Regions from separate parts of the Mus musculus genome. Here regions 2, 3, 4, 5 and 6 are each linked to region 1. The links are chromatin contacts, called in public HiCAR-type and HiChIP or PLAC-seq maps. All regions are on one chromosome and are shown on one strand. The core of a region is the stretch at or near the end of the contact, and the rest is flanking DNA. Distances in the headings are between cores, read along the strand shown. Region 1 has its middle 130 kb from the start of Gm41290. Region 2 overlaps Sdc2 (syndecan 2). Region 3 overlaps Sdc2 (syndecan 2). Region 4 holds the start of Cpq (carboxypeptidase Q). Region 5 overlaps Cpq (carboxypeptidase Q). Region 6 overlaps Cpq (carboxypeptidase Q).

The links. HiCAR-type assays count read pairs that join an accessible place to other places. HiChIP or PLAC-seq counts read pairs in DNA pulled down with a chosen protein or histone mark.
Region 2: a HiCAR-type map of fibro-adipogenic progenitors shows a contact between it and region 1, with 8 times the contacts expected there. The contact joins two enhancer-like sites. A contact is called at or near these places in 1 of 15 datasets of contacts at CTCF or cohesin (the NIH/3T3 cell line) and 3 of 115 datasets of contacts at active chromatin or transcription factors (embryonic fibroblasts, embryonic stem cells and fibro-adipogenic progenitors).
Region 3: an H3K27ac HiChIP or PLAC-seq map of embryonic fibroblasts shows a contact between it and region 1, with 27 times the contacts expected there. The contact joins two enhancer-like sites.
Region 4: a contact with region 1 is called in a HiCAR-type map of fibro-adipogenic progenitors, with 9 times the contacts expected there. The contact joins the promoter of Cpq here to the enhancer-like site in region 1. A contact is called at or near these places in 4 of 39 promoter capture datasets (the 3T3-L1 cell line, embryonic stem cells, hippocampal neurons and 1 more), 1 of 115 datasets of contacts at active chromatin or transcription factors (fibro-adipogenic progenitors) and 2 of 9 other capture datasets (adipose tissue and embryonic stem cells).
Region 5: a HiCAR-type map of fibro-adipogenic progenitors shows a contact between it and region 1, with 11 times the contacts expected there. The contact joins two enhancer-like sites. A contact is called at or near these places in 2 of 115 datasets of contacts at active chromatin or transcription factors (embryonic fibroblasts and fibro-adipogenic progenitors).
Region 6: a HiCAR-type map of fibro-adipogenic progenitors shows a contact between it and region 1, with 4 times the contacts expected there. The contact joins two enhancer-like sites. A contact is called at or near these places in 2 of 484 Hi-C or Micro-C datasets (the C2C12 cell line and adipose-derived mesenchymal stem cells) and 1 of 115 datasets of contacts at active chromatin or transcription factors (fibro-adipogenic progenitors).

Annotation. Positions count from the first base shown.
Region 1 is chr15:33,905,701-33,908,786 of GRCm38.p6, forward strand. No RefSeq gene overlaps it. Among named protein-coding and RNA genes, the nearest start is that of Gm41290, 130 kb to the right of the region's middle. Within about 2 kb of position 1,626, at least 67 of the 459 cell types and tissues checked have an H3K27ac peak or open chromatin away from gene starts, as enhancers often do. A contact at or near this core is called in the C2C12 cell line, embryonic fibroblasts and fibro-adipogenic progenitors, where this site is marked.
Region 2 is chr15:32,942,720-32,945,805 of GRCm38.p6, forward strand. All of the region lies in intron 1 of Sdc2 (syndecan 2), which reads left to right. Among named protein-coding and RNA genes, the nearest start is that of Sdc2, 24 kb to the left of the region's middle. Within about 2 kb of position 1,467, at least 42 of the 459 cell types and tissues checked have an H3K27ac peak or open chromatin away from gene starts, as enhancers often do. A contact at or near this core is called in fibro-adipogenic progenitors, where this site is marked.
Region 3 is chr15:32,999,090-33,002,175 of GRCm38.p6, forward strand. The region is part of intron 1 of Sdc2 (syndecan 2); the gene reads left to right. Among named protein-coding and RNA genes, the nearest start is that of Gm32764, 69 kb to the right of the region's middle. Within about 2 kb of position 1,497, at least 33 of the 459 cell types and tissues checked have an H3K27ac peak or open chromatin away from gene starts, as enhancers often do. A contact at or near this core is called in embryonic fibroblasts, where this site is marked.
Region 4 is chr15:33,081,639-33,084,724 of GRCm38.p6, forward strand. Cpq (carboxypeptidase Q) reads left to right here and starts at 1,491. Exons shown (of 8, transcript NM_176073.4): 1 at 1,491-1,684.
Region 5 is chr15:33,195,341-33,198,426 of GRCm38.p6, forward strand. All of the region lies in intron 1 of Cpq (carboxypeptidase Q), which reads left to right. Among named protein-coding and RNA genes, the nearest start is that of Cpq, 110 kb to the left of the region's middle. Within about 2 kb of position 1,496, at least 39 of the 459 cell types and tissues checked have an H3K27ac peak or open chromatin away from gene starts, as enhancers often do. A contact at or near this core is called in embryonic fibroblasts and fibro-adipogenic progenitors, where this site is marked.
Region 6 is chr15:33,328,909-33,331,994 of GRCm38.p6, forward strand. The region is part of intron 4 of Cpq (carboxypeptidase Q); the gene reads left to right. Among named protein-coding and RNA genes, the nearest start is that of Cpq, 250 kb to the left of the region's middle. Within about 2 kb of position 1,598, at least 20 of the 459 cell types and tissues checked have an H3K27ac peak or open chromatin away from gene starts, as enhancers often do. A contact at or near this core is called in the C2C12 cell line and fibro-adipogenic progenitors, where this site is marked.

The DNA of each region.
Region 1 (3,086 bases), core at 376-2,875:
CTTCTGTATATATGTTACAGGTGTGTAGCTTGGTCTTTTACTGGGACTCTTTTTTATTGGATATTTTCCTTATTTACATTTCAAATGTTATCCTCTTTCCTGGTTTCTCCTCCAAAATACCCTACCCCTATCCCCTACCCTCTACCCCTGCTCACCAACCCACCCACCCCTGCTTCCTGGCCCAGGCATTCCCCAACACTGGGGCATCGAGCCTTCTTAGGACAAAGGGCCTCTCCTCCCACTGATGACCACCTAGGCCATCCTCAGCTGCATATGCAGCTGGAGCCATAAGTCCCTCTTTGGTTAGTGGATTCGTCCCTGGGAGCTGTGCGGGAACTGGCTAATTCATATTGTTGTTCCTTCTATGGGGCTGCAAACCCCTTCAGCTCCTTGGGTCCTTTCTCTAGCTCCTTCACTGGGGATCCTGTGCTCAGTCCAATGGATGGCTGTGAGCATCCACCTCTGTATGTGTGAGGCACTAGCAGAGCCTCTCAGGAGACACCTATATCAGGCTTCTGTCAGCAAGCACTTGTTGGCATCCACAACAGTGTCTGGGTTTGGTGACTGTAAATGGGATGGATCCCCAGGTAAGTCAGTCTTTAGATGGTCATTTCTTCAGTCTCCACTCAATACTTTGTCTCTGTAACTTCTTTCATGGGTGTTTTGTTCCCTGCTTCTAAGATGAATAGAAGTATCCACACTATGTTCTTCCTTCTTCTTGAGTTTCATGTGGTTTGTGAATTGTATCTTGGGTATTCTGAGCTTCTGGGCTTCTGGGCTTCTGGGCTAATATATCCACTTATCAGAGCTGTCTCTGACTCTTTTGCATGCTTTGGGCCCTTTTTGTCCTACTGGGTTGCCTTGTCCAGCCTTAATACATGGGGAGAGTCTAGTCTTACCGAAACTTAACATGACATATTTAGTTGCAATCCATAAGAGGCTTGCCCTTTTCTGAAGAGAAATGGAAAAGGAGTGGATGAAGGTAGGCAGAAGGGAGGTGACATGGATGAACTAAGAGAAGAGGGGGGAACTGTGGTGTGTGTGTGTGTGTGTGTGAACAACAATGACAAATGAAAAACCCTTGGAACAGTCCATACAAAACAAGGCACCCTGGGAGTTAGGGGGTGGATAACTCAACTAGTGGCAGAGAACAGGAAAGGGGAGAAGGTTAGAAGAGCATGTAGGAGAGAAAAAACAGCAAGTAAGAAGCAGGCTGAATCAGTAAACCACGGTCAGTTCCGTGAACAGCTGTGGGTGTGGTATGGGTTTTACATTTTTCTTTAATGATTTTTCCTTGCATTCAGCTTTCAGTATTATGTTTTCTTCCTCTACTGAGCTCAGACTTTCCATAACACACTAGTCAGTTGCATAACGTTCTTTAAAAGATTAATAATATAAATGTCCATTCTCCTTTTCAGTATTTTTGATCCCCCTGAAAGAGGGTGTCCAGCTGCAGGGAGTCCTTCATCTTTGATGCTCAGCTCTGACTCACTCCTGAGTCAGGCTCAGGCCCCACAACCTTTCCCTTGGGATTCAGAAACCAAGAAATAATCAGCTGGTAACCCAGGAGCCAACAGCAGCTGTGAGGTGGAGAGCCACATCTCCCACTCCGTGGGCTGCTTTTAGGTTAGTCATCCAGCTCAGATGCTTTGAAGGAGACATGAGAAGAATGCTGCTAATAAGAGAGGCAGGAAGTGAGGCACGGTGAGAATCCCACAGGCTTAGTTTGTTATCCTGGGAAGAGCTCACATGCCTGGAGATGGTGACTGTGCAAGCCACAGGGACAACTTAACATTCTTTAGTCTTTGGGTCAAACTGATTGCCATTTAACAGATATTTACAAAATTAGGATTAAATTCTCTACCTCATCTTCTGCTAAAAGTCAACCAGAATGCTCTAATATCAGTAACAAGAACCTAAACTCTCTCCACACATCCTATTTTCATTTACAGCCTTATGGACATCTATATTTTATTAAATGCCTCACATTCATCTTTGCATTGTGCCTTTGGTGAGTTTGTACTAGAGATATCTTCCTGTTCACCTCATCTATTCTTTTATCTAAGTTTACTCATCCATCAATATCCAATTCACACTTACCTTATTTTGTTCATCTAGTAGATGCTGATTAAGTACCAATTATAAAGAACACTGTCTAACTTTCAACCATGTCCTTAGGGCAAAGAAATGTCAGTTGTTAAATACAACCCTCAACTTTCTTTCACAAAAAAATCTCTTTGTTCTCCCAACTATAGTCTATTCCTGGGTACCAATATGTTCTAATTAAAGCCAAAATGATTTCCAGTATAATAAAGAATTTGGATGAAGCTCATCCCAATCCTAGAAGCAACCTATAGACTCTAAATTTCACAAGCAACAGTAGTGACTTTGTTACTTGGGATAGGCTCCAGGATTGTAGTTTGTAGCAGTAAAGAAACCCATGTGAGTGCTTCTATACCTTTGATGACAAGGTATTTTGGAACTGGGAATAGCCAGATGAAAGGTCATCACCTCAGTAGGGATTCGGTGTCCAGGTCTGAAGAGAGGAATGGTTAAATATTCAGTTCAGTCAGGAGTTGATCCTGTGCAACAGCATCCAGATCTGATCCTGTGCCACAGTACTACATACCCAAATACCACTGGAAAAGAGCTGGCCTCCCAAGAGTGTGGACATGCCTATGAACACAGGTAAGACCATCACTTCTGCTCTGACAGACCCGTCGGGTAGCCTTCAGGACATAGGAACCAAGGAGCAGCCTGGGACAGGATAGTTCCAGTTCCTGTCTATGGCCAGAACTGACCCTGTGCCACAGCTCTTCATATACAAATTCTTCCCAGAGAGAACTGGTCTCCTAAAAGTACAGATACAACATACAGGCTTGCAGGAGAAACAAGTCACAGTCAGAGACAGCAAGACCAGCTAGCACCAGAGATAACCAGATGGTGACAGGCAAGGACAAGAACATAAGCAACAGAAACCAAGGCTAATTGTCATCATCAGAACCCAGTTCTCCACCACAGAAAGTCCTGCATAACCAAACACACCAGAAAAATTAGACTCTGGTTTAAAATCACAATTCATGATG
Region 2 (3,086 bases), core at 217-2,716, 960 kb before region 1:
TGTTGGGAACCAGGCTGCAGAAGCGGAAGAGGAAGCGGAAGCGGAAGCGGAAGCGGAAGCAGAAGCAGAAACAGAAGCAGCTTGGTGCTTATGATTTCTGTGTGATAAGAGCAACTTTTCCCATTCTCCAGATAACTGTCTAGTAGATTTGCAAATCTATTTTTCCCTCCTCACTGTCTTTAATGAAGTCTTCAAATTCTAAAATATAATTTATGACTGGAATTTATTTAATATGGATTCTTAAGTCTCAAGGCGCTTCTCAAAAGATTTCAAAATTCTATGTATTCATTAGTGTGAACGTCTAACAAAGAATGTGCAATTGAAAAGGGCTGAAGCTTCAGATGAAGAGGTGGCTCAGCCATTAAGAGTGTGCATGTCTTCTCTGAGCTTGGCTCTCCACACTCACAACAGCTCTCACAGCTACCTGTAATTCCCACTCTAGAACCTATGCACGGGTAGCACACATTCACACAGGTGCATGCATATAAAGAAAACGTAATAAAAATAAATACTTAAAATGTAATTTGTATAGAGATCTGGGAACTCTTCAAATATTTACAACTAAATAAGAATCTAATTCCATTGAATCATTAAAGATAACACTTTTGCTTCAGGAGTCTCGGTCACCAAATTGTCTAAATTTATGCTTAACATGGAAAAATATTTTAAAATCATAATGGAGTTTGAATTGTTTGTATGCTAGAAGCAGTAATATAATATTAACTATACGAACAAACACGTAGTCTCTCATGAGTTATGCTGGCCCCTAATTTGACAAATTTAGTACATAGTTGTTACCTAGAACTGACTGGTTCTCAAGCAAACTTTTATTTTCTCGAGAGACTTCCTGGCACACGGTGAGTTGTGCTAATTATAGTTGATCTAAGAATCCAGCCAAGAAAACTTTGTAATGATGACCTTATTTTTAAAATGCATCCTGCAAATCCTTCTCCCAAACCTACAAGAAGAAAACATTTTCGCTAAAGCTAAGTTGTTAGTTATATTTCCAAGAGAACAAAACCAAATCATTTTTATTCTTGCGTACCATGGGATTGGATTGGAGAGGCATTACAGTGTCAGGGGGACATTCCATTGGGGTTAGGAAGTAGTGTCTGAGCTATATATTTAGTGGTGACTTTGGATGCTTCACTCACCTTTAATGTTGTGTAGAATACTGCCTGTCCATGTGAACACAGGCACAGTAAGAGGTCTGTTAACAGACGTTCACATCCACGGCTCTCTAGGTACCTTTCCCACCCCCACATCATTTATATATGATATTTAGTGTATGGACCCCAACCAGACTTCTGTTTGAAGTCCTTGAATCTGGAGAGGCAGCTTGATAAAGCAAAACAGAAATCTGTTGGCATTTTGAGAGTGGAGTTCACAGAGGATGTTGTTTGCAGTGTCCTGAAAACATACAGGCCAGCAGCTGGAGCAGGCCTGGTGACAGGCAATCTCACTTCCAGAGAACAAGGAGGGCTGAGCAGTCCTCTAAGGATTAGCTCCAGCTCAGCAGCTGCTGTCTGAGTCTGATTATGCACATCCGGCTCTAAGAGACCTGCATTAACCCTCAGCCCCTGGGAACTTCAGGGCTGTTTTTTTTTTTGTTTTTTTTTTTTTGTTTTTTTTTTTTTTTTTAAAACAAAAGACTCTTCCAGGGACAACCAAGGACTAAAGCCCAGAAAATGTAGAGGATAAAAGAAGGTGGCTCTTTGGGAGACTGAATTTGAAGTAGCCTTGAGCCAAAGCTGAAGAAGACCTGGCAAATAGTATTTGTCTTTGCAGACCTGGTGGCGGACATTGGGGGAAAGGACTGGACCAGGAGGGCTTGAGCAGCTGAGGAGGACAGAGGCTCAGAGAAGTTAAGTTACCAGCTTAGTCATTTTTCCACTGCTATGAAGAGAGACAGTATAGTATGACCATGGCAACTTAGAGAAGAACGCATTTAATGGGCACTTAAAGTTTCAGAGGATGAGTCTGTGACCATCATAGTGGGGAGCATAGGAACAGGCAGGAACACATGGCACAGGATAGTAGCTGAGAACTTAACATTTTTTTTCCCACATGCTTGAGGCAAAGAGAGTGTGCAAATTGGGAATAACACAAGCTATTGAAATCTCAAAGCCCAGCCCCCATGGCACTCCTCCTTCAACAAGGACACATTCCCAGTCCTTCCCAAATAGTTTCACTCACTGGGGACCAAGCATTCAAATATATGAGCCTATGGAGTCCATTTTAATTCAACTACCACAGAGAAAAATCATGTTTTCCCATTCCCCAGTTAGAGCTGAAGTACCACATGTCTGAAGTTGTTATCTTTACCTTGAGATAATCATTCATGCTTTTGAAAACTGACCTTAGAGAAGAAACACTGGAGAAAGCATTATGGAAGCTGGAGACATGGTTAAGAATACATACTGCTCTTGCAGAAGACCTGAGTTCAGTTCCCAGCAGCTACATTTCTGGACTCACAATCTCCTGTAACTCTAGCACCCAGAGATTTAATGTCTCCTGCCTCCAAGGGCATCTGCACACATGTGCGCATTCCCATATATAGTTAAAATAACAAAAACATATTTTTGGAACATAAGAAAAGCACAGGGCCTGGAAACATGGCTCAATAGTAACATCAGCTATTCTTCCAAAGGATTCAGGTTCCCAGCATCCACATAGCTACTCACAACTGGCCACTCAATCTCTAGTTTCAGAAGATCCAGTGCCCTCTGCTGTCCTCCGTGGACACTAGGCATGCCTGTAGTACGTAGATATATATGCAGACAAAATACACACATATATAAAACACTTTTTTAAAAAGTGCATCGGGGAATTATATGGCAATCACTGTGTCCAGCTTGTTGGGATATATTTCTTTCAAGCAGCATTTTGCCAGTGTGTAAATGACTAGTGGATAGACCACTGCAGTCAATTCTGTGTATGATATTTAAAGGCAGAGCAGATACTGGGAAGGAAAGTAGAAGCTAAGAAAGCTTCATGGAGAATGAGCCTTCTTTAATGAAATGGATTCCTTTGTTCAACTCCAGCGGTATGAGGCCCAGCGCTGCACTCTGGGAGAATTAGGTGTT
Region 3 (3,086 bases), core at 247-2,746, 910 kb before region 1:
ACTGGTCTTGCATAACACAGATATGACTCAAAGATTTACTTTTTGTTAATCTCCCATATTTTAATAAATTAAATGTTTTACCTATAACAAATTGGTGTTTAGGGATAAGCATTCCAATCACTACTTTTAATTACCATGTATTATCCTCCTTTGGGGCAAAAAATAATAAAATATTCTGCTTCTTAAAAATGCTTTCTTTAGTGTGATTCTTAATTTTTTAAATAAAGAACCTAATTTTATCATTTGTCACCTCTTTTATACCTGATTCATCCTCTATAACCCAACAGCATAGGCTTATGTAATCTTACAAAGAGAATGTCAGGGTATCTTTATAGACAGATCTAGTTCTGGTGGAGGCAGTTCAGAAAGAGGCAGGCAGATTCCCATGGAGTTAAGTTTTGCAGACTTTGGCCAGCATGTCAATATGCATAACTATGAGTGTTCGTTGTTGGTGGAAATAATATTACTGTCCATAAATATATTGTTCTTCTAATTTCACAAGATAATGAATGTGCTTTTCAGGTATTCACAAATCATAACACAACAGAATTGCAGCCATCCCACATCCCCCCTCTCTCTTATCTGCTAATTTTTATTTATTTAATTATTGAGAAGTCCATGTATACAGTATGTCTTGATTAACCACTTCCTCCCCTTTAACTTCTGCCATTATCCCTCACTACTTCTCCTAACTTCACATGTTTCCCTCGCCCACCCCCATCCCCAGCTTGGAAGCTTCATAAAAGCCAAGGCAATTTCTCAAGGGTCAGAGCCTCTCTTAGAATTGGTTAGATAGCACAGTACTCTTTTTACAGCAGCAATAGATTGCTGTACTTACCTTACTTCTGACTCACTTCTAGCTCAGCTTCCTACAACACCATCTGTCACTGCTGCAGGCCTGAGAGTTCTGGTTCATGCCCAGCATTGGCTGCAGCATCTACCTGCTCTTTAAAGTCAAAGTCATTCCCATTTTTCTGTCTCATAGGTTTTCCATGGCGCTCTGTCAGCCCTCATTTGAGTGGAGAATACATATGGACCTAGGAATGTAGGTATTGAAAAATTCCTTAGAGTGAACTATTAAATTCAAACCAGAGCTAGTTGGCTCCCTGTGCTTAGCTTAGAATCTTATCTATAATGATAGTTTTCACAGAATATTGATGAAAGAGAAATAAACACCAAATATGTTTCCCATCCCCATCTCCTGCCAAACTCTACTAAGAAAGAACATCTCATTACTTTAGTTAGAATTTATTAATACTGACCTTCTCCAAACTTGGATCATTCAGGTTTAGCTTACAATGCTTCTATTTTACTGTAGTCAAAGCTATGGTCATATGGATATAAAAATAAACACTGGAATATGCTAGCTCAGGAGGGTGAAAGGCAATAATACCTATAATAACATAGCTGCAAACATCCTGCTTTTCTCTGCTATTCCTAAAAAGGAATCAGGCACACAGCAGAGGACATATGGAAGCAATGGGCATTTTCCTTTAATGTGTCATACGTATTCCTCATAACCCACTCACCATCCTTGGCGCCTTACTGTGCATTGCTTTGGAGATCCCTGTTCTTGTTGCCAACAAATTTAATTCACCACAAAGGGCGCTTCCCTTCTTCCCTGACTTAGGAATCTGAAGCCACCACTACAAACAGAAGTGTGGCTTGCAAGTGTGTTCTGTTCATGTTTTTCTTTCCTCTCTTGGTCAGATTTTCTGCTGTGGTTGTTACCAAGGAAGAAAACTCTTATTTTGTTTAGGATGAGCAATAAAGCAACTGGTCTTAGGATTTCTTTGTGTGTTTGTTTGTGATGTTGGGTATGGAATCCAGGACCTTACACATGCTAAGCAAGTGGTCTTCTGAAGAGCTATTTCCTTGGCCCCAGAAAGGTACTTTTTAAAAGCAGATATATTAATTGAGATTTGCAATGCAGAGGTTTTAAATTTTAGAAGTTCAGAAGGGCAACAAGTGAAAATTGTCTCTAGGTAGAATATTTTGCTTTTAGTAAGCTTTTCCCTGTAACTATTACAAAGCAAGAGTTGTGTCAAGAATTTAGGTGCAAAGATTTGGGTGTCATACTTCCTTGCTTTCTACTGTGTTCTTCACCATGAAATGTAGACTGTGAAAACTAAGGGATTATTGTCCTAGTTTTGTTGAATAATATACCAGAAATGTGGTTGTCAGCAGATGAACACATACTCAATAGTATGTTTGATTGGGGTTACTCATTGTCACCAAATTCTATATTCAAGAGACATGAGACTGGGAAACAGATACCTTGTTTGTGTATTCCAATGCATGGTAGTAGAGGAAAGTGGCTTCATTTGTTAAATAAGCATGAAAGATTGTCTGGACACACAAATCTGATTTGTTACTTTAAATTTATCTAACAAGCAAGTTATTGAGGCAGGAACTATTATGTAGAATCAATAAACAACACAGTGGTGAACCAAATAGTTTTGTAGTGTTGTATGTACCAGCATCCATGCATTGCGACACCTTTTCTGAAAGCACTGAATCATACATTCTAGTTAGTGTTCAGGGACCAAATAACACCATGGCAAAGTGTTTTGGCTTAGGTAAAGGGTGTGTGTGTGTGTGTGTGTGTGTGTGTGTGTGTGTGTGTGTTAAAGCCCAATCTTATGTGAGAATTTTGGTTTGGGAAATCTTTATTGTTGTTGTTGTTGTTTTGTTTTTGTTTTTTCATTCATTTTTTTTAATTAGGTATTTTCTTTATTTACATTTCCAATGCTAACCCAGAAGTCCCCCATACCATCCCACCAATGCCCTACCTACCCACTACCACTTCTTGACCCTGCTGTTTCCCTGTACTGAGGCATATAAAGTTTGCAAGACCAATGGGCCTCTCTTTCCAATGATGGCAGACTAGGCCATCTTCTTATACATAGGCAGCTAGAAACACGAGCTCTGGGAGGGGTACTGGTTAGTTCATATTGTTGTTCCACCTATAAGGTTGTAGACCCCTTTAGCTCTTTGGGTACTTTCTCTAGCTCCTCCATTGGAGGCCCTGTGATCCATCCAATAGCTGACTGTGAGCATCCATATCTGTGTTTGCTAGGCCCAGG
Region 4 (3,086 bases), core at 241-2,740, 820 kb before region 1:
GAGCTAAACACAGAAGTCGAGTGTAAGCAGCTAGAAGCGTCAAAAAGGTGATATTTCACTTGTTGCAAACCTGTAGGTTTGTTTTTCCACAAAACTAGAGTCTGTCATTTTATAGCTTTTCAGTTACCTTTGCTAGATTATTAATTTCATTTTACAAAATTAGCCTGTTGTAGGAGATTGGAAATAATCCAACCTATTCTTCATCAAAGATAGTTTCAGAGAAATGTAAATCATTGGGACTAGATATGACTCCCCAGGGACCATTTGTGGAAAGGCCAGCTAGGACCATGTTGAAAAGACCCTTGAATACCTCACAGAAGTGATATTTTGTGAAAGGCAACGCGACTAGTCAAAGTTTAGAGGGATTGTTATATTGTACATAGGTGAAAGGACTCAAAATGATTTTCTTTGTATATGCTTAATTTTTTCTTTCCTGTTTTTTAAGTATGTGAGTTTTCTTTTTCTTAGCATCTACCTATGTAGCCCAGGTTAGCCTGAAACTCAAAATATCCCTGCCTCTATTTTCTGTGTTTTGAGATAACACATACATGGATCAGCATGCCTAAGTTTTTCCTTGGTTTTGTGTGTGTGTATGTCTGTGTGTGTGTGTGTGTTTTAAGAGGAGAGACAGGAACTGGAAAGTATTTTACAAAGATAACTTTGATAAGAGTCTGGCTAAGTAAAGAAATTTGGACTTATCAAAACATAAAACATTAAAAACATGTGCACATGTTGCAGTTTGGACTTTATGCAGGTCCCCAAACTACTGAAGTCATGCAGTGACTTGATGTGTCAGGGTATACTGGTTCACAAGGGGGTCCTTCCTTTTCTCAGAGGAGAAGGGGGCAGAGGATAAAACAGGGGCTGTGGGAAGGGGGAGCTGAAAGCAGAGGGGCTACTGTGATCAGGATGTAAAGTGAATGAATGAATAGATAGATAGATAGATAGATAGATAGACAGATAGATAAATGGGCCAAAAATATGCGCACATGTACTACAAGAGTAGTATAGCATTGCTCTTTCCCTGATACAATGCCTAGACTGAAAATGACTTTCTGATCTCCTAGTTTTAGATCATGACCCCTGCCTTCATGATCACCTCCTTTCTTACAGTCTTTCAACTATTAAGGAAGGGAGAAAATAACCTGGTGCTTCATTTTGTTTTTGAGACAGGGTCTCATTTATTCTGTAGCCCTTGCTAAGCCTCAAAGTCCTGGGCCATCTTCCCGCATATCCATCCTCCCTAGCTACTGGGTGATTGATAACATGAACAAAATAACTGTTGAGTTGCTTTTGTTGGGAAGGAGTTTGACGGTTCCAACAAAGTCTCTTGAAGCCAGGCCTTGGGGACCCTACTTGCCTTAAGTCAGGCTCAAGGAGACCTTTCAGGGTCGGGTCCAGCCAGCCACAGTCTCAGTTAAAGCCCAGGCCTCGGGCCTGGCTGACGGTTGCACCTTTGTCTCCGCCCACCGGCCAGGGAGGGCTCCACAGCTGTCCTGGCACACAAAGAAGCCAGGCCTGCAGACTACTGGGGCTCCGGGCTGTTCCTGAGGCCTCTGGAGGCCCGCCCTGTGGCTCCAGTGCGCTCTGAGGACCTTCCTGGTCCCGCCCCCGAACGTGCCTGTGGTCTGCAGGCCTCACCGGGTGTTGTGGCCGCTGCTGCTCCGCAGAGCCTCGTGATCAGGTGAGTGCCCCCCAGGCTGTGGGTGACCAGCTGCTCCCCAGAGGCGGGAGGGTGGGCTGAGGTCAGCCGGCCTGGCTGCCAGAGAGCTTCCTGATCGGGCTGGAGTGCCCTTGCATAGGACGAGACTGCCTGCAGTTACACTGAAACCCAGAGGCAGAGACCAAAATTGCTGGTGCCTGTCTCTTCTTCAAGGTCTCTTGCACCGTCCCTGGACTGCCTAGGAGCTTCCTTCAAGGCCCTATCTGGAATTTTCCCTAGTCAACTGACTTGCAAGAGGCTTTACCAGGACGGGGTGGGAGAGCTTTGGTGGTTTCTTTCACTTTCTACCTAGTTCTGTTCTTTCATTTCTGATATGAAAGGCCCCATTTTCGAGTTGTCAGCGTCTGACTTGTCATACATAGTCGTACTCAATATCCAATAATTGACTGTGAAGTAGAACTGAATGAATGAAGTGGACAAATGCGTAGGAAATGCAGCAGAATGAGCAAAATATATGAATGGCACAGTGAATATGAAATGGAGACATCAGACACACAGGCTTTCGCCTCTGTTTTCTCAGAGTTAAGTGTTTTGCAATCTCTGTGGTTAATCAAGAGGAGTTTGATTCTTTGTAGTTGTTAGTTACTAGACTCCTGCACCTTATTATCTCCATTGGTTGGATTAAATATATTTTGCCTAAAACAAAATAACCTGAACTCTTGCTTGCTTGTGCTTTATTCTCCCCACTTTTGGTTTGAGCCAGCGTTGTTACCAAAATATATAATGTATTTACAAGGTACAAAGGTACATCTCAAAGCAGAACCATGTCGCTGACTTGTATTTAAATCCAGACACTTCTCATGAATCTAAGACTGGACAATGTCTATTTTCCTTAGACAAGGGTTGGTTTAGTTGCAGGTGAATGAAGAAAACAAAATATGTCACAGTGAGGAAAGTAATTTGTGTGCATGACACATAAAGAGTGCTTTAATACAGTTGATCACTGCTGTAGTTTTGCTTCCTAGACCCCAAGTTCCACAACCCCCCCCCCCCATAAAACCAAAATCAATGACTTTGAATTGTCACTTGATCTCTTTAGATTTTAACTTCATTATGTGTGTGTGTATGTACATGTGTGTATGGACCTGTGGTTAACACAGGTATCTTCCTCAAAGGTTTTATTCTTTAAATTTTGGAGACAGCACATCTCAGTGGACCTGGGGGTCCAGTGAATCTGCTAGATCAGTTGGCCAGTGAGCTCCAGGAATCCTCTTGTCTCCACCCTGCTAGTGCTGGGGTCACAGACATGTGCCGGTGCATATTTTTACCTACCTATTTCAAGTCTATCTGGTAGAGTAAATGTTTTGTTTAGTGAAAAAGACTGACTTTCTCAGGTTGTTTTCCCAAATAGCCAGTTGTGGGT
Region 5 (3,086 bases), core at 246-2,745, 710 kb before region 1:
GGATCCTACTTTGGGCCTGTCGCTGGACCTTCTTTTCCTCAGGCTCCTCTTCATTTTCATCCCTGTAATTCTTTCAGACAGAAACAATTATGGGTCAGTGTTGTGACTGTGGGATGGCTACCCTCATTTGATGCCCTGTCTTCCTGCTAGAGGTGGACTCTATACGTTCCCTCTCCCTCCTGTTGGACATTTCATCAAAGGTCCCTCCCTATGAGTTCTGGGAGTCTCTAACATCCTAGGTCTCTGGTGCATTCTGGGGGGTCCCCCCAACCTCCTATTTCCTGAGATTGCTAGTTTACATTCTTTTTGCTGGCCCTCAGAGCTTCAGTCCTTGTCCCTCACCCAATACCAGATCAGGTTCCCCTCCCACCTTCTCCCCCTGCCCACTTTTCCTCCCAAGTCCCTCCCTCCCTCTCCAATTGTGATTGCTTTCTTCACTGTATCTTGTGTATTCTGTTTTTTTTTTCTCTAATATCCACTTATTAGTGAGTACATACCATGCATGTCCTTTTAGGGTCTGAGTTACCTCACTCAGGATGATATTTTCTAGTTCCATCCATTTGCCTGAAAAAGTCAGGATGTCCTCGTATTCCATTGGGAACAAAATCTTCACTAATTCCAGACCTGATAGAGTGCTAATGTCTAAAATATATAAAGAACTCAAGAAGTTAATCACTAAAAAACCAAACAACCCAATCAAAAATGGGTTATAGAACTAAACAGAGAGTTCACAATTGAGGAATCTCAAATGGCTGAGAACCACTTAAAGAAATGTTCAAAGTCCTTAGTTATCAGAGAAATACAAATCAAAATGACCCTGAGATTCCACCCTACACCAGTCAGAATGGCTAAGATCAAAACCTCAGGTGACAACACATGTTGGAGAGGATGTGGAGAAAGGAACACTTCTCCATTGCTGGTGGGATTGCAAACTGGTACAAGCACTCTCAAAATCAATCTGAAGGTTACTCAGAAAATTGGAAATTGATCTACCTCAAGACCCAACTATACCACTCTTGGGAATATACCTCACAGATGCCCCACCATGCCACAGGAACAAGTGTTCCACTGTATTCATAGTGGCCTTGTTTGTGATAGCCAGAAGTTGGAAACAACCTAGATGTCCGACAACAGAAGAATGGATACAGAAAATGTAAAATGTCTTCTTTAAGAAAAATTTGCATTTTCTCTGTGTGAACATGCCCTACAAGGAATTCCTGCTCTTGGCTAGTGCACATTTTCCACAAAGGAAGCTGTGCCGAAAACTCCATAGCATGCTTGGTGTTCTTGCTTCCAGTCTGTTTCTTTTGTTCACATTCTGGGCTGTTCTCTCTTCCTGAGAAAACTCAGTTTTCCAGGCTGGATCACCTTCTCATGTTGCAAATCCACCTAACCTCCAGACATCTCCCCCCTCGCCCCCCTTTCTTTTTACACAGCTGTCACAACAAACTTCTCCTCATCTGCTACTAAGTGTATCAGACACTGTTGTGTGGGCTGCAAGTTGCTGACTCATTACCTGGGGGCTTTCCAATAGAATCAGATGTTATCCAAAACATCTCATCTGTTTCAGAGGCTACAATTTCCTGCATTCTCTGGAGGGAAATCAAACGCATTGCATTTAGGAAACAGAGTGATCCCTCACAGATTTCATAGACCTCCAGGCAATTATGGGGTGATTATACTAAAGCTAGTGTTTCCTCACCTCATTCCCCATAACAATGAGTTGAATAACCGACTCTGGATTTTTCATCTTTACAGTGAAAGATATCAGGGAAATAAATCACAGACAAGTATGTGCTCCACCGGGTCTATGCTTCTTTCCTGTCTTCCAGCCAAGCCATTTTTTTCGACTCTCCCCAAAGGCAGCCAGTCTCCCCTCATCTACTTCTGCAGTCTCTACCTGGGATCGAAGATCCATCTTTATCATCCTTTAAATTATATATGCTTTGTCACCGGATATGTGCTTGTCTCTGTAAAACTTACCCTTTGAACAGATAAATTGCTGGTGAAGAAAAATCACCTTCAGCTGGGCTTTCAGCTGCTTTCCAGTTCTCTGCCCCAAACCCCTACCTGCCACCCCCTACTGCTGGGCTGGGAGGAATTTTTGCTCACACCATGGTCTTTGTCTTGCACTCCAAATTTGTCTCTGTGTCTCTCCAGTATTTTTTTTTTTTTTTACTTTTTTTCAGCTACCATTTTAATTTTCTGCTACCAGACATCTTCTATATCCCCAGTGTCCTCCATTCCTAGAAAGCTTGTGTTATGAATGTTCTGTCTTCTCCATGTAATTTTACTGCCTGGGCACTGATGTAATGCAACAATGGTTTTATTGTACATTGACTAAGCATTTTGAATAATTGTTTTAGATCTATTACTGTGAATCTATTTAGCTTAACACTTTTCTTTTGCAGCCTTTGATTAATGTATGACCACAGGGAAAGAGGGATAAGCACATTCATTCCCCCTGACATCACTGAGAAGTACTTTCTCCTATAGCCACAGATGCTCAGCACTCCCTGAAGAAGGAGGGAGCACACTGTGGAAACAAATCTGTGTGCTCTCAAGCCAGTGTTTGCCAATGGTGCTATGTGGCAGCTTCATAGCAGAGAGCAAATGGTAGGATTTAGGGAAAAGTATAATTGAACATCAGATTTTAAAACAGATTGGCGAATTTTTGGTAGCAGCATATAGCTAGGTGGTATTTTCTTTTTAAGTTCATGAAACTTATCAGCTGTTTAGTGAAGTAGTATTTTCACATATGTCTGTTTGACAGGTTTAATAGCAAATCTCGCAATAAATGACTTGCTGAGCAGGCCTCCTAGGCTCGGGCTGATATAAGAACTGGGTGTTCAGGAAATTTCATTGGGAGGTTTTCTGCCTCTGTGTTTTTGAGATGGATAAATCAATTGAAACAAAAAGGCAGACACCAGTGGATATTGCTACTATCTCTGCTAGTGTTCCTTAGAACTTATTTGCCAGTTTGGGGGAAGCAAGCATACTATTTATCCATAGCAATCCATGAAGACAGCAGCTCACAGTAACCTTGTTCTGGTGGATGCTAATCTCGAGATCTCTAAGAGCTTTCT
Region 6 (3,086 bases), core at 348-2,847, 580 kb before region 1:
TCCATTTCTTAGTTTTAGTATTCTGTACATACATCCTGGTGAATTGGAAGACAAGATGCCATATGGACTATCCTACATTTAACTCACATACCATTGATTGAGAAAGGTTTGAAAGATGCTGCTATGAAATGTCTTTCATTTATTTTTCCAGCAGTTATACCATAATGAATCCCAGGTGTGGCTATAGTCATATATGTGGAAATTGAGTGTTTTCTTAATGATCAGCCAAGCAGAAAATGAGTTCACAGATTTTGAACATTGTTATTGATAGTTCTCAAGCCTCTACCCTATTATGCCTATCTTTATTCTGTATTATTTCTTTAATTTTTAATCATCATTCTTTGATATATTACGTTATTGATAACAGAATTTTGTTAATTCTCTGCCTTGGGGTGTTCTAAATGTGAACAAGAATTTTCTGCTACAATTCATTTTTCAGTAGTAGTGATATTGCCTGAGATTGGCACATATCAGACACTGGTGAAAAGATGGAGACAATCAAGGACAGCAGCAGACTGAAACAAGTGAACTTAGGCATAGAGTTTACACTGCTTTAGAGTGACTGTCCCATCATGTCCTGATAAGACAGAAGCCTGCCTGAAGTGAGATGAAGAATCTGTAGGCAAATTTCAAGGCTGAGAAATTGTTTAGAAGTCTCGCATTATCAGAGACAAAAATATCCATGAAGAGGTTAAAGTCAGGAAGCAGATTTTCTTAAAAGCTAGTTGATATTTCTATTGCTAGTAGACAAACTCTATTACTATTGCCCTTTTGGCTACACACACTGATAACCTTCCACCATGAAATGGAAGAGAAGTTTTGCTTCATTTTGTATTACAATTAAGTAACCCTTATGCTCTTCAGGATGTCTGGCCTTTTGTCCATATTCTTGGAGAATTCTAGAATTTTCCTCCCCCCCACCTCTGCCCGACACCCAGTACCATCCTAGTGTGATTCCAGTGAATCTCCAGTGCCTTCCCAACTGCTCTTCTTGATGGTGAATATTACATCTTGGATTTCATGCTCTGCCACTTGTGATGACTGCTCATAATAAAGTCAAGATATGACCAGCAATTTTAAAAAGGTTGGAATCTTCCCAGGATGTACAATGTATCTTCAACAAAGGGACAGCTGTGATGAGAACGAGGGGGCCTTAATACCTCTTTTTCCATGGATATAAAACTTTGTTATGGTAAACTAACCCTGTGATATCATATAAACTGCTGGCATTCTCGATTGTTTTAATGGCCACTCCTTATTGCCTAATGCTAAGCATTACCATCTGTTCCATTCTTAATTATAAATGCAGCAGTAATTCACAATTACATCAGCAACAGTGGGAATAAAATGGATCTCGAGGCCTGTGCTTGCCACAAGGCAGCCCTCCTTTGATTCTTTACTTCCACTGGAGGCACTTGTTAAAGAGGAGAATTTCTTGTCCTTTTCTCAGTATACTACTATCTAAGGATCATGAACATTTCTCTTAGTGAGATGGAGAATTGTGACTATTTTCTGTCTTCAGAGCTAGGGAGTGTGGGCAGTTCTTTCTCACACTACTGGGAGCAAATGATGTGATCATCCTGCTGTTATTGGCCAGTGTTTTTGTGAAAAGAGAGATTGTTGTAATAGCCAAATGCAATGAGTCACATCAATCCCCCAGAGAAGGGATGGGAGTGGACATCTTAGGAGCTTTGGTCATTATCCTGCCTTGTCAATGGAAAATAAAGGAACATTTGTGGAGAGGGATCATGTAGAAATGGAAGACATAGTCACTTTAGATTACTTAGGCTTTTTTAAAGTGGAAAAGTTCATTAAGTTATAGGATTTATCAAATTACCACTCTTTCAAACTGTCTCTTTCAAAACACAATCACTCTCTTTCCCTTTTACAGTGCTTGATCAAGTTGCTCATGGCACTGGAAGTCAGCAGAACAGGGTAGCATATAGGACATGACTGAAAGATAAAGCAACAACAGTATCTATCATTTAATAACTGTGGTTGAGACATTTGTAGTTTTTACTGCATCATGTGTGTGGGATTGTGTACATGTGTGTTTTTATGTGTCTGTCTATATGTATGTATGTATGTATGTATGTATGTATGTATGTCTCTTTGTTCATGTGTTTGTGCACATACATGCCACAATGCACACTTGGAGGTCAGACACAGCTTACTGAACTCATTTTTCTTCTATGACCATGTGGACCCTACCAACAAAAATCAGGTCATCAGACTTGGTTGAATGACCTGCTGAACCATCTTGCTAAGTCACAAACTGTTTTAGGATAAGGTAACCAAAGCATTTTTGTTTGTTTGTTTGGTTGGTTGTTTGTTTGGTTGGTTTTTTGTTTGATTTTTTTTTAACTTATTTCAATATTTCTTTAATTTGTGTGAATTTAGTCTCTGTTTTTGTTGTTGTTGTTTTAAACTTATTTCAATATTTCTTTAATTTGCATACATTTAGTCCCCTGGGTAAGTAAAATAACAGAGCATGAGGCTGCAGGTTGGCAATGAGAAGAGTTAAAGAAACAAAACAGAATAAAACATATCAGACAATATCTACGGCTCTTCTGTCCACATGAGAATGAGTAGCTCATGAATGAAGAGACCTCCCTGTTTTGGTGCCAAAGTTCAGTTCCAAGCCAGTAAGGCTTAGGCTGGTGCATGTTCTTAGTGAAGATCCAAGAACTCAAAATTTGGCAAAAAGAGAGAAGCCTGAGTCTCTTTCTACCATTACCCTTCTCCATATGGGAAGCTTCTTCTGCATTCAGCTGGCCTCTAGGCTTCTATTCATTTCCAGTGTGCTTTGGTTATTCCTCATGATAGCAACATCACAGTGGCTTCCCTCACGTCTTGCCTCTCCTGTGTAAGGTCCTCTCCCCTGCTGTCAGGCTGTCACTGAGCTGCCTTCAACTATGATATAGTAAACAAGCTCCTGAAAACCAGTCCTTTTCAACAGTAAAACTAAATATTTCCATCTTGGAAGCCTTATGTAGGAAAGCACGTAAAAATGTTAAATGTAAGCATTAACATTCAGAGGTTTTCTCATGTGGCCTGCTACTATTTCCTTTGCCATTGCTTTTTGC